Linked DNA regions of Mus musculus: region 2 is linked to region 1. The links are chromatin contacts, called in public Hi-C maps. All regions are on one chromosome and are shown on one strand. The core of a region is the stretch at or near the end of the contact, and the rest is flanking DNA. Distances in the headings are between cores, read along the strand shown.

What was found. Hi-C and Micro-C count contacts between places; a contact is called where the count stands out from the background.
Region 2: a contact with region 1 is called in a Hi-C map of cerebellum, with 6 times the contacts expected there. The contact joins two enhancer-like sites. A contact is called at or near these places in 20 of 39 promoter capture datasets (the 3T3-L1 cell line, 3T3-L1-derived adipocytes, the C10 cell line and 13 more), 42 of 484 Hi-C or Micro-C datasets (B cells, the Ba/F3 cell line, the C2C12 cell line and 28 more), 19 of 115 datasets of contacts at active chromatin or transcription factors (the 230-238 cell line, astrocytes, cardiomyocytes and 11 more) and 1 of 9 other capture datasets (liver).

The regions. Positions count from the first base shown.
Region 1 is chr16:44,234,447-44,241,608 of GRCm38.p6, forward strand. It overlaps Sidt1 (SID1 transmembrane family, member 1), which reads right to left. Exons shown (of 25, transcript NM_198034.3): 25 at 5,734-7,162. Among named protein-coding and RNA genes, the nearest start is that of Usf3, 65 kb to the left of the region's middle. Within about 2 kb of position 3,590, at least 36 of the 459 cell types and tissues checked have an H3K27ac peak or open chromatin away from gene starts, as enhancers often do. A contact at or near this core is called in cerebellar granule neurons, cerebellum, cerebral cortex and 3 more, where this site is marked.
Region 2 is chr16:44,712,360-44,718,997 of GRCm38.p6, forward strand. No RefSeq gene overlaps it. Among named protein-coding and RNA genes, the nearest start is that of Gm30445, 5.0 kb to the right of the region's middle. Within about 2 kb of position 4,137, at least 80 of the 459 cell types and tissues checked have an H3K27ac peak or open chromatin away from gene starts, as enhancers often do. A contact at or near this core is called in cerebellar granule neurons, cerebellum, cerebral cortex and 3 more, where this site is marked.

The sequences.
Region 1 (7,162 bases), core at 2,340-4,839:
CAGGGCTCCATGCATACTAAACAAGCACTCTAACACCTGAGCTACATCTCCAGCCCTACATATGGTATTTTAAAATACCACCTGGGGTAGTTGCAGGTCTCTATGCTCAGCTCAGAGGATCCCGAGGGCTTGCCTTTCTTTTCACTTTTGTCTACCTAACAAATTGGACCTGGAGAGATGGCTCAGCAGTTAAGAGCACTGGCTGCTCTTCCAAAGGACCTGGTTTAATCGCTAGCACCCAGGTTCAATTCCCAGCATCCACATAGCAGCTCACAGCTGTCTGTAAGTACAGTTACAGGGGATCCGACACTCTCACACAGACACATAGATAGACATGCAGGCACAACAGCAAACAATTTTCAAAGATCTACCTAACATGTTAAAACCTCAGCACCAACAGTCTGCTCTTCTTCCTTTGGTCCAGCCACTCTTTCCTAACATTTATATAGTGTTCTCACTAAATGGCAGTCTGCAAACTCTCCATTACTGGTCACAACACTACTGTGCACTGCTGTCCAGGAAGTTATGCCATTTTCTTCCCTTGTATGTTACCTCTTCATTTTGTTACCCTGAAAGCAATTGAGTTTCCCTCCGTGTCCAGTCTTCACTTGTGTACTCTCAAGGGCTAATCTTGGTTGTCAACTTGACCGCATCTGGAGAAAACTATGAACTCAAACAGTTGACCATGCTTGTGCTGTCAGAAGACCCACACTTCTGGTGGCAGCCCACAGAAAAGGGCATGGAAGAAGGGAGACTTTGCTTTTTGCTTGCTCACTTCACTCTCACTGGCAAGTTCATCTGTCCTGTTCCTGGGACTTTCCTTCTCTGGTGTTAGAATCCATTTCTTTGGGATTCCAATGTAGACTGAAGACTCTCTAGGGCTATTCCAGGATTCCAGCTCCAGATTTGGGCTGTGGAGACTTCCAGTCTCAAGGACTGAACAACTACCAGATTCTTGGTCTTTCTGTCTTGAGAGAGCCATTGTTGTACCACTTGGATTATAGCCTATAAGCCACCCTCATAGATTTCTCTCTCTCTCTCTCTCTCTCTCTCTCTCTCTCTCTCTCTCACACACACACACACACACACACACACACACACACACTTCTCATATGTGTGCTTGTATTCTATTCAGTTTGCTCCCTTTGAGAACCCTGTCTAATACACGTGCCTTCTTGGAATATCTTAGGCTGAAATCTTACCTGTGTTCCTCCCCATTAGGCAGTCAGCAAAAAAAAGTGCTACTGGCTGAGATTTTATGGATGTAGTTTCAGAACTGGGGAAAAGCCAGGAGGACTATGAGTTGAAGACTAGCCTGGGCTACATCATGGAAGTCATTCATGGAGGGGAAAAAAAGGAAAGGAAAGGAAACCATGACTGTTTGAGACAACTTTCAACCAGGTTTTCCATTCATCTTCCAGTTGAGTGTTTGTTATTTTCCTTCTCTGTAGCATTCCATTCATGATCTTTTATGTTATTTTAACACTTGAAGGTCAACTGGAATTTCTCAGGCATATCTGGAGCCATTTTTAGTGCAAACTTTATGTCTTTAAGATTTCTCATTCTTTAAAATCTCCCTTCATCTTCTTCCCATCCACCCCATCCTACCACCACAGGATCTCAACATGTAGCTAAGAATGGCTGCCATGTATTGGCACCATTTGAAAGTATTAGAAGGATTAGAAGGTGTGGTCTTGTTGGAGGAAGTATGTCATTAGGGGTGGGTTTTCCAGGCCCAGGGTCTGTTTCCTCTCCCCTGATTCTCTGCCTGTGGAGCCAGATGTAGCTTTTAGCTACTGCTCCAGCACCCACCTGTATGCTACCATGCTCCCAGCCATGATAATAACAGACTAAACCTCTGACACTGTAAACAAGCCTCCAGTTAAATGCTTTCTATTATAAGAATTGGTCATGATGTCTCTTCACAGCAACAGAACAGTGACTGAGACAAATGCTAAGAATTCTATGAAGCCACTCTATTCTTTTACTCTTTGTTTGCTTATAATAAACACATGGTAATCATTTGTTTCTGATCTGTCTTCTCCTTTGGATTATAGAGCACAGGATATAAAAGTCTGTATGTCTTTTGCCCTGGTTCTTCCCACTGCACAGTCCAAATATTTTCCAGTTATTGAGTGAAGTGAATAGAGGAGTTGTAGGAAGAAAGTAAAGGGCAATGTGCCCCCTAAAAAGAAGATTACTCCGAAAGTTGTCCTGTGTTCTAGAAGCAGAGTAAAGAAGACAAAATCCACCCTCTTCATGGAAGAGGCCTGCCTGGTACCAGGTGAGAGTTTGCATACGCAGTGTAATAAAATCCACAAAGTGCACATCGGACTCTTTGATGGCATTTCACTATCCTAAAATAAGATACTTTGAATCATTTTAGATAACCTTTTGTGTAAAGGACTGAAAGTTTTATTTATAAAGAATATCAAGATTTAGCATAAGGGGGCCCAGAGTAAGATATATAGAACTGAATACCTGATTTCTCTTTTCCTTTTGTGATGTACTTAGAGATGGGCCACACACCCTTTATTTAGCTCTTGACTAAAGTGTAGTGTTGCTTAAAGGCCAATGTGGTTAACCATTGTTTATATCCAGTGAAGCTGATGAGCCCTGGGTCACAGAGACTTCACAGAAGCCAAAGGCTATAGGCTAGAAGTGAGGAATTTCTTTTTTGAGTGTGTATACATGTGTATGGTGGTGGGGTATACCATGAGGTGCCTGAGACAGTTACCCACAGAGGTGTGAAGAGGGTATCTGATCTCCCTGGATCTGAAATTACAGATAGATATAAACTGCCCTGCATGAGTGCTGGGTGTGGAGATGCATTATTATAAAAGCATCTCTTATATTCTAAGAGATGAACTTTTGTTGGAACTTATAACCAGAGTTAATAATACACTAGAGAGTCACTTAAAGCTAAATACGTCTATCTTGTTTTGTACTTAGCCTGCCTGCCTTTCTGAGACCAATGTGACAACAATCCTTACTTCCTTGGATTTTCCATATAATCGGTCAGCCTCTACATCCTAAGCTAATGTATAGCTATAATCTTATGTGATGTACTCTCCCATGCCCCTGACCCAGAGTAACACGTGTGTATGTGCATGTTCGAGTAATAAAAGTTAGAAGTTGCAAATAGTTTGAAAGAAACCTTATAAAACAAATATCCAACATAAAAGTTGAAGGTAACGTTCAGATATTGCTTGGTAGCATTTGTTTGTTACTTATCTGGTTCAGTTGGTGTGAGTGACTTAATCTTGTAAAACACTATTAAAGATTTCTATAGTAGTAGACGCCCATCCAAATTAAAACCGTTACTATAGTGTTCTACTCTAAAAGCTCTGGGATGCTTGCTAAGTTTGCCTGAATTCGTATGTGTTAACGACAGAGGACACTCAGCTTTGTTGACTATGGTGACTTAATAGGGAGGAGATGTTCGTATCTTGTCTCCTCTGAGCAGCGAAAGAAAGCAAAGGAAGCAACATGGTCTCCTTCTCTTCCATGTGGAATCACAGTGAGCCAGGCTTGGCCAGCTTCAGGCTGAGCAAACCATCTGCATGCTGTGTTCTTTCTTCCTTTTGCCAGGAGATGAGTCACTGTGGCTGACTTGACACTTGTCTTTTGTTCTAGGGCCTTTTTGGGTACCTGAGAGGTTGAGGCTCCCTCCCTCCAGGCAGAGCCTCCAGCTTGCCCGCTGGTGGGAGCCCTGAGCTGATGGGTAAGAGTGTGGGGTACACTACACATAGCAGTCACCAGATTCCAGTGGTGTCAGGAACTGTAAAAGAGAAAACTGAAGCTTTCTCTTCTTGGAGATACAGGGTGGAGATGGCTGATGCTGTTTTTAGCCAGACTCTGCACTAAGTCCCAACTTTGGAAGCATTAAAGATTTTCAGTTGGGATCAAGAGAAAAATGCAGTGGTGGACGGCAAGGAGGAGCCTAGGGATTGGAGAGATGATGATCTCAGCCTCGCCTCTGAAGGTCCAGAGACCTCCCAACCCTGGGGTCTCCAGCAGATGAGAGCAGGAGACATGGAGACTGCCAGGGAGGATCTGAGAGAAGAGACCTGGGGACACTTGAAGGCTCTGTTATTGTCCACATCCCTGTGGGTGTTAGAAAGTGAGTCCTGAGGACCATCTTTGTGCCGATAACACATGTTCCTGGGTCCTTACCATTCTGTGAGCCGTGCACAGTGCTGTGCAGCTACACAGAGAATCGGAGTTCCCACAGCTTAACTGGGGTCACCCAGCCAGTAGGCTGACATTCACAGACTAAAGGCCTGACTCTGTGGTCTCTCTTAGGCTTGACTGTTGCTTTCACACACACACACACACACACACACACACACACACACACACACACACATACAAAAGTCTCTTAGCTGCTGCCTTTCCTCCCACAGTTTCAGACAGGGTGCCTGTCACTCAGAAGGAGAAACATTTGAGTATCACTTGATGTGCTGACACATGCATTCTGCAAACACACAGAACGTTCTGCAGGCTGCCCGGAGTTAGCAGGAAAGCAGCTGCAACTGTTTTCATCCCCAGTTGCTGGCTCAGGGATTGCCTTTAGTCATGGAAAGTCCCTTCCCCAGATAGACTCCAGTTTTCCACCGGCTCCTCTTGAACCAGGCTAAAATAAAACCAGGCGAATCTCCCAGGCATCCAGCGCGAACAGGTGCAGCTGCCGCCCCAGTGTTTGTCAGAGGTGGGAAGGTCTCGTATTTTACAGGCACAGCCTCGCTCCTCTGGCTGTTGCATCTCTGTTCCACTCCAACTGAGCAGCTCTCTTTACCTCTGCGAGTCCTCAGCCAAGACTGTCCACACTTCACAGTTAGCTTCGCCTCTGCTTTTAAGAGGCAAAGGGCAGAAACTTGATGGAGAGTTAGCACAGGCATGGAGGGAGGAGGGTGTGTGTGTGTGTGTGTGTGTGTGTGTGTGTGTGTGTGTGTGTGTTAGATCCTGAGGCTCCCATGGCCCTCCTCTAACCCAGCACTCACTCTAATGTCCCAGATGAAGCACACTGATGTCCAACCATAAGACCTGTGCAGTAGAAAGAACCAGCAACATGTGACTTAGAAGGTCTATTTTTAAAGGCAGGTTTGGTCTGGGGTTCTTTAGCCTGCTACAAAGAACAGAAATGAGCAGGACATGTGAATATTACAGCCCAGGACACCACAGAGCACTGGGACACAGAGGCACAGTCACCCTCCCTTCTTCCCTCCTCATGGGGCCCTTTCTGTTTTCCTGTTTCCATTGCCTCTCTGCCCACAAACAAATTTCCAAGACAGATACGTGTGCCTTTATATTTATCTGCTCAGGCCACGGGACTGTGTGGATGGACGTTACTGTTCATATTTTCCTTAGTGGGTCCATTTAGGATGCCAAACCAGGAGGACTGCTTTGAAAGAATCAGCTCAAGGCAGCCATAAGCAACCAGATTTGAACGTTTTCTGTTTTGCTTTGAGACAGGGTCTCACTTTATAGACCAGATTAGCCTTGAACTTATAGACCCACCTGCCTCTGCCTGTGCTGGGATTAAGGGCATGAGCCACAAAACCTCACTTGTTTGGAACTTTTTTTTTTTAAAGATGTTTGACTAGGACAACCATCTAATTGATAGCCTTCATATGACCCATGGAGGCCAACAAGTTTTTGAAATAACGAAGAATAATAGAAAACAAATTGCGAACGAGAGAGCATTCTAGGAAGAAAGACGGCACAAAATTATTCATGGAAATTATCTTTGAATTTTTAAAACCAGGAGAAGCTTGCTGTTCAAACGTCCAAAACACATATTTGAACACAGATATTTGAAAGAAAGAATGATAGTTTTTCAAAAAGAGGCCTGCCCCATCCACTTCCTTACTAAATGCTCAAGAGAGCACAGGTGAGGAGTAACTTCGATTTCACAAGCAAGTAGGCATGTGTGCACACACTTATATGTCTATTTTCTGATGACATCATACTCCACACAACCAGGAAGCCTGATCAAAATGGGGCTTCTCCTCGAGTTTGCCAGGTGGCATGAGAGAAGAAAGCTCGAACATTGCGCTTTTTTGTTTTTTGTTTTTTCTTTTACATCCTCCTGGGAACAGAGAATGGGATCCTGTAAGAGGTGATTAGTCATGACCTCTGTGACTCATCCAGTTGTGGGGGGAGGGAGGAGCACGTGCCCATCCTGAGTTACTGCTGGGAACTTTGGGCAGATAGTCGGGAACCCTGATCTGCGTAAGTGACAGGTTCAGGTGTGGAGGACAGCAGGGTAATCCCGGGAAAAGGCTATAATGGGCATAGATTGAGCTGTGTGTCTGGGGACCACCAAGCACGGTTGCTTTTTTGCTCCAGGATCCAGAGTCACTGAGGTGAATGCTGCCTGTCTAATGCTCAGCCACTAAGCGCTGTCCATCACTTCCACTGCTGTGGAAAGCATTTTCTCCATCTGTGTCCATCTTGGAGCTGTTAGAAGTCTAGGGAGAAAGAGGGACCTTCTAAGAAGGCCGCATCAGAGTGCAGAGTCAGCATCCAACAGTGAGATGAAGACCTGAAGAAGCAGGTAATCACCCAGGCCTTGGATCCACAAACGTTCAGAAGTGTGCATGTCTACATCCCATCCCAGAGCATTCCCAGCCCTGCCAGGAATTCCGCATTCCTTCTGAAGAGGTGACTTAGCTTGACTTACTAGAATGTCTGTCTCCAGTTGGGTGGGGACTTGGTCCCACTTCTGCACCGTATTCTGAGGAGTTCGGTCCCCTAAGAGGCCGGGGAAGAATTCGATGGTGCTTTGGCCTTCTATAGCAGCAGGTGTCTCAGAGGTGTGGAAGTGGCCACACTGAAGGTTCTAGGTGGGAGGTCTGAGTAGCTGGTTTCTCTGGTCAATATCTATGAGGATGGGAGGGGCCAGGTGGAGAAGCTGGCCTGATGCAGCTTGTGTCTAGACTGAACTCTACGTTGCAAACAGAGGTTCTTGAGCCTCCAGACTATGTCTCTGTGCGCAACAGGGCATCCCTTCTACCATTCTTGAGGTTTAGTTCAGTCCCAAGCTCTTCCTGTGTGAATTCAGACACCCTTGACTCCCTCCAGGCAGGTGGAGCGTCTGGCAGTGGGCAAGCTGCTACACTCACCGTGTTTTCCACAAAACAGCACCAAGGTGGGTTGC
Region 2 (6,638 bases), core at 2,887-5,386, 480 kb after region 1:
TTCTCATATTGGTTCCCTGAACTGTAGAGTGAGGGCTATTATGGTTGGAAAGGCCAAATGGAAGCCTTTAGAGTTGCCTCTGCCAAAGAAAATAGTGAATCAAAAACAGTATCGTATTCCTGGAGGCATTGCAGAAATTACTGCCACTATCAAGGACTTGAAAGATGCAGGGGTGGTGGTTCCCACCACATCTCCGTTTAACTCTCCTATCTGGCCAGTGCAGAAAACAGATGGATCATGGAGAATGACAGTTGATTATCGAAAACTAAATCAGGTGGTAACTCCAATTGCAGCTGCTGTACCAGATGTAGTTTCGTTACTTGAGCAAATTAACACATCTCCTGGCACCTGGTATGCAGCTATTGATCTGGCAAATGCCTTCTTCTCAGTACCTGTCCATAAGGACCACCAGAAGCAATTTGCTTTCAGTTGGCAAGGCCAACAGTATACCTTCACAGTTTTGCCTCAAGGATATATTAACTCTCCTGCCCTGTGTCATAATTTAGTTAGAAGGGATCTTGATCGTTTGGATCTTCCACAAAATATCACATTGGTGCACTATATTGATGACATTATGCTGATTGGACCAAGTGAGCAGGAAGTAGCAACCACTTTGGACTCATTGGTAACACATATGCGTATCAGAGGATGGGAAATAAATCCAACCAAAATTCAAGGACCATCTACCTCAGTGAAATTCTTAGGAGTCCAGTGGTGTGGGGCATGCAGAGATATTCCTTCTAAGGTGAAAGATAAGTTATTGCACCTGGCCCCTCCTACAACCAAGAAAGAAGCACAACGTTTAGTGGGTCTATTTGGATTCTGGAGACAACACATCCCTCACTTGGGTGTGTTACTTAGGCCTATTTACCAAGTGACTCGGAAAGCTGCTAGCTTTGTGTGGGGCCTGGAACAGGAGAAGGCCCTTCAACAGGTCCAGGCTGCTGTGCAGGCTGCTCTACCACTTGGACCATATGACCCAGCAGATCCGATGGTACTTGAGGTGTCTGTGGCTGATAGAGATGCTGTTTGGAGCCTCTGGCAGGCCCCTGTAGGTGAATCACAGAAAAGGCCTTTGGGATTTTGGAGCAAAGCTCTACCATCATCTGCAGACAACTATTCTCCCTTTGAAAAACAGCTCTTGGCCTGCTATTGGGCCTTAGTGGAAACTGAACGTCTGACAATAGGACACCAAGTCACTATGCGACCTGAACTACCCATCATGAGCTGGGTACTATCAGACCCTGCAAGTCATAAAGTGGGACGTGCACAGCAGCAGTCTATTATCAAATGGAAGTGGTATATACGTGATCGGGCCAGAGCAGGTCCTGAAGGCACAAGCAAGTTACATGAAGAAGTTGCTCAAATGCCTATGGTTTCTACTCCTGTTACAATGCCATCTGCTGCCAAACATGTGCCTATAGCCTCATGGGGTGTTCCCTATGATCGACTGACCGAAGAGGAGAAGACTAGAGCCTGGTTTACTGATGGCTCTGCACGTTATGCAGGCACCACCCAGAAGTGGACAGCTGCAGCATTACAACCCCTTTCTGGGACAACCCTGAAAGACACAGGTGAAGGGAAATCTTCACAGTGGGCAGAACTTCGGGCAGTACACATGGTATTACAGTTTGTTTGCAAGAAGAAATGGCCAGATGTACGATTATTCACTGACTCATGGGCTGTAGCCAATGGATTGGCTGGATGGTCAGGCACTTGGAAAGATCACAATTGGAAAATTGGTGAGAAAGACATCTGGGGAAGAAGTATGTGGATAGATCTCTCCAAATGGGCAAAGGATGTGAAGATATTTGTGTCCCATGTAAATGCTCACCAAAAGGTGACTTCAGCCGAGGAGGAATTCAATAATCAAGTGGATAAGATGACCCGTTCTGTGGACAATCAGCCTCTCTCCCCAGCCATCCCTGTCATTGCTCAATGGGCACATGAACAAAGTGGTCATGGTGGTCGAGATGGAGGTTATGCTTGGGCTCAGCAACACGGGCTTCCACTCACCAAGGCTGACCTGGCTACAGCTGCTGCTGATTGCCAGATCTGCCAACAGCAGAAACCAACACTGAGCCCCAGATATGGCACCATTCCTCGAGGTGACCAGCCAGCAACCTGGTGGCAGGTTGACTACATTGGACCACTTCCTTCGTGGAAAGGACAGCGTTTTGTTCTTACTGGAGTAGATACTTATTCTGGTTATGGATTTGCCTTTCCTGCACGTAATGCCTCTGCTAAAACCACCATTCACGGACTGACAGAATGCCTCATCTATCGTCATGGTATTCCACACAGTATTGCTTCTGACCAAGGAACTCATTTCACAGCCAGAGAAGTACGACAGTGGGCTCACGATCATGGAATTCACTGGTCTTACCACATTCCCCATCATCCTGAAGCAGCTGGGCTGATAGAAAGATGGAATGGCCTTTTGAAGACGCAGTTACAGCGCCAATTAGGTGGTAACAGCTTGGAAGGCTGGGGCAGAGTTCTTCAGAAGGCAGTATATGCTTTGAATCAGCGCTTGATATATGGTACAGTTTCACCCATAGCCAGGATTCATGGGTCCAGGAATCAAGGGGTGGAAAACGGAATAGTTCCACTTACTATCACTCCTAGTGACCCTCTAGGAAAATTTTTGCTTCCTGTCCCCATAACTCTAGGTTCTGCTGGCTTAGAAGTTTTGGCTCCAGAGAGGGGAGTGCTCCTACCAGGAGCTACAACAAACATTTCATTGAACTGGAAGCTCAGACTTCCCCCTGGTCATTTTGGGCTTCTAATGCCCTTAAACCAACAGGCTAAAAAAGGAATAACAGTGTTAGGAGGGGTGATAGATCCAGATTACCATGGGGAAATTGGATTACCTCTTCACAATGGTGGTAAGCAAGATTATGTCTGGAGTGCAGGAGATCCCTTAGGGCGTCTCTTAGTACTACCATGTCCTGTGATTAAAGTCAATGGGAAACTACAACAGCCTAATCCAAGCAGGATGACAAAGGACGCAGACCCATCAGGAATGAAGGTATGGGTCAATCCTCCAGGAAAAGAGCCAAGACCTGCTGAGGTGCTGGCTGAAGGTGAAGGAAATACAGAATGGGTAGTAGAGGAAGGTAGTTATAAATACCAATTAAGGCCACGTAACCAGTTGCAGAAACGAGGATTATAAAGTAATATGAATGCCCATTGTAAATTTACTAATGCGTTTGTGATTGTACGAGGGATAGTTATATCATGTTAGGCGTATTTACAACCTTGTTATTGTTTCATGTGAACATGAGATATTATTTGTGTCAAGTTGACAAGGGGTGGATTGTAGTGGCTATTCCTGGTTGTCAACTTGACAATATTTGGAATGAACTACAATCCGGAATTGGAAGGCTCACCAGTGACCCTTATCTGGAGGCTTGGAGATCCTTATCTGGATCTTGGTTTGAAGATCTTGAGCCATAGTGGCTATGGATTCCAGAAGATTGAATCTCCGAGTTAAGGAACACACCTTTAATCTGGGCTATGCCTTTCATCTGGGATTAAAGGTGTGGTGGAACACACCTTTAATCTGGGCTACACCTTTTGCTGGAGACAATATAAGGACATTGGAAGAAGGGAGTCTAGCTCGAGCTCTTGCTCCTTCGCCTGCTTGCTGCGTGAGACTGAGTAACTGCTAGATCCTTGGACTTCCATTCACAGCTGCGACTGAACAATTGTTGGGAATTGGGCTGCCGACTGTAAGTCATCAATAAATTCCTTTATTATCTAGAGACTATCCATAAGTTCTGTGACTCTAGAGAACCCTGACTAATACAATGGATTTCATGAGAATTATCAGTCATAAATACTGACATAATAAGAGAAAGATTTTAGTAACATGGTTCTACTGGGGTGAGTATGTGTGTGTGTGTGTGTGTGTATAGAGAAGGTGTCTTGGGAATGACATGTCTCTCTTGACCAACTTAAATCCTTAGACAAGCACTTTAAAGATTCTAGTCCCAGTTTTTTAGGCAGAAAAGATGGCTCCTGGGCTCAGCATCAGATATGGAAAACGTGGCTTGGCTTTGTCCCTGGCTTGGTTCTAGGGTGTTATGTTCCATTAGAGGCCCTGTGAGAGGAAGTCTTGGTACCTCTCAGAAACCTGCCAAATCAGGCACAGACTTGCTGGCAGCCTCAGTGGAGGAATCTTACTGATCCATGCCCAGCTCTCAGGAGGAAACTGGCAATGGAGAAGAAAGCAAAACAAGCCACCCAATGCCTCTGCACCTTGGAAATTTGACTTGGAAATTCTGCCTCAAGGCTGTGAAAGAGTGGATATAATGATTCCATTTTCTCCAGGTCTAATTTCTAGGCATTTAGACGTTAACGTTGAGAAAATACACCCAATTATCTGATTATTACTCTCCCTACAACCCCCCATACACACACAGTCTAGAGATTTTCAGGTTAGGTGGTTCTGTTCCTTGAAAACACATTTAGATTAAGTCATTCTTATTCGAAACTAGACCTTTGTTCTCAAGACCTCTTCTTCTTCTACCGCATGCCTTGAAATCTAGTTTGCCCGGAACGTTCCTCTGACTACCTGGCTCTTCTCCGGCAGAGGTAAATAGACTTTTCTTTATCCAGTCTCAGGTCTCCAAGTGAGAATTATTAAGTTCCTCGTTCCGGCTTCTGAGGTCACAGTGACCCAATTTAGATGGTAATCCAGTCATAGCCTTATGCTGCCCTCTAGAGAAAAAGACAGGTGCTGAGCAAGGCAGAATTGAGAGCTGATTTTAAGTAAATTTAAGGCTTATAGGGGATAACCACCCTAAAAAGCTATTGTTACACTAAGATGAGAATCTAATTATTAAGAGAGTTATGTGAAATTCATGGAGTTTGAACAGTTGGTTATGCTACAAGAGCCTAATGTCTTAGCATTGCTTCTCGTTTCTATTTATGCTTGTCTTTCACTCTACTTCTCTACCTTCCCTCCCTTCTCTCTCTCTCTCTGTGTGTGTGTGTGTGTGTGTGTACTGTGTCTTGGGCCTTCAGGGCCCTGTGTGTGTGTGTGTGTGTGTGTGTGTGTGTGTGTGTGTGTGTGTGTGTACTGTGTCTTGGGCCTTCAGGGCCCTGGGGTATCTGGCTCTCTGGAGCTAAGTTCCAGGTGCTGTGAGCCACAGGAGTAAGGGGAACGGAGTCATGGTGTTCTCTAAGAGTAGTGCTGACTCTTAACTGCTGATCAGCACTCCATCCCCTGCCTCCTTTACTTTAGCAATCATCTGCTCTATCTTGGGTTAATTATAAGAGTCTTGTAAGACTGTTTTCCATTACTGTCAAAAAGTGATATTCATTTGATTCAGGAAACAGTCCAGGAGTCCTAGACAAAGCATGTTTGAAAGCACTCTATCACTGAGCTACATCCTTGGCACTATACTTTGAGTCAAATTCTAAACCAAAATTCATTTCAATCATTCAATGAAACATGTTAATATTATACAACTAAGAGTCCCTCTAGTCAAGAAAGAAGCTGTCCCCTTAGTGCTGTTGAATTCAACTTACATTTTAAAAGAAATGTTTTGTAAAAAAAAAAAAAAAAAAGAGTTCTGAAAATGACATTTTCAAAAACTACACTGAGATAGAAGCAAGCATTTTCAATTAATGTCTACTTCACAACCATTTGTAATGGGATCTGATGCCCTCTTCTGGTGTGTCTGAAGATAGCATGTTCATATACATGGAATTAAATCAAATCCAAAAACCAATACCTTGTGTCTTGTGGTTTGCCCATGTTTAATCCATGGCAGGGCAGAGACAGCAGTCCAGCTTTGTACCCAGGAGTGGGGGAACAGTGGTCAGTTCTATAAGGGAGACCTCGAGAAGCTGAAAAGTAGGAGGCGCTGTCAGAAAGGACGCTGTCGGAACTAACAACTCCAGAGCCATTTTTGCTGTGAGCTGTCAGTGTTTGAGACAGAGTGCATTAGAAGGTTCCTGGGGTGACAGATGACATGAACTGGAGAGGGAATCCTTTGATAAAGTGGACGGAATAACTACCTTTCCCCTATCATCTTCTATATTACTCTAATATCCCTTTGCTAAATACCCATTAGAATTCTGGGGAGATCATGTGAACAGGGACTGTGGGAACTCCTGTCTCAGACCTGGACCCCAGACTTCTCTTCCATCTTCTTCCTCTGAGACAAAGTCATTACCTTATAAGGTTCACACTTGAGAACCACACAATTGAGTTAAATATAAATAAGTACAATAAAAATAAAATTTACAAAAATATCTCACAAATGTTTTAGGCAAGTTTATAATTATGTGTTTGGACCACATTCATAGGTATCCCAAAGTGAACATGGCAAACAGGCCCCAGGTTCGTGTCTGAAATGAAATGTCTCCCATCAGGCTACAGTAATTTGTTAAAAATGGCCTCAATGAATGGATCACAACACCCTGGGCACACGCCTGACTAGTGATACTTCTTTCTCCAACGAGAGATGGACTCTATTTCCTCATTCCTGGAATTTGCCCATACAGCTTGTTTTGTCCAGTAGAGTATAATGGAAGTTCCATCTTCGTCTGAGCCGTAAGAGGACTTCCAGCACCAGCTTTTGCTGATAATGAATTCCAGCTCCCAGGGAAAATATTCTGGGTAA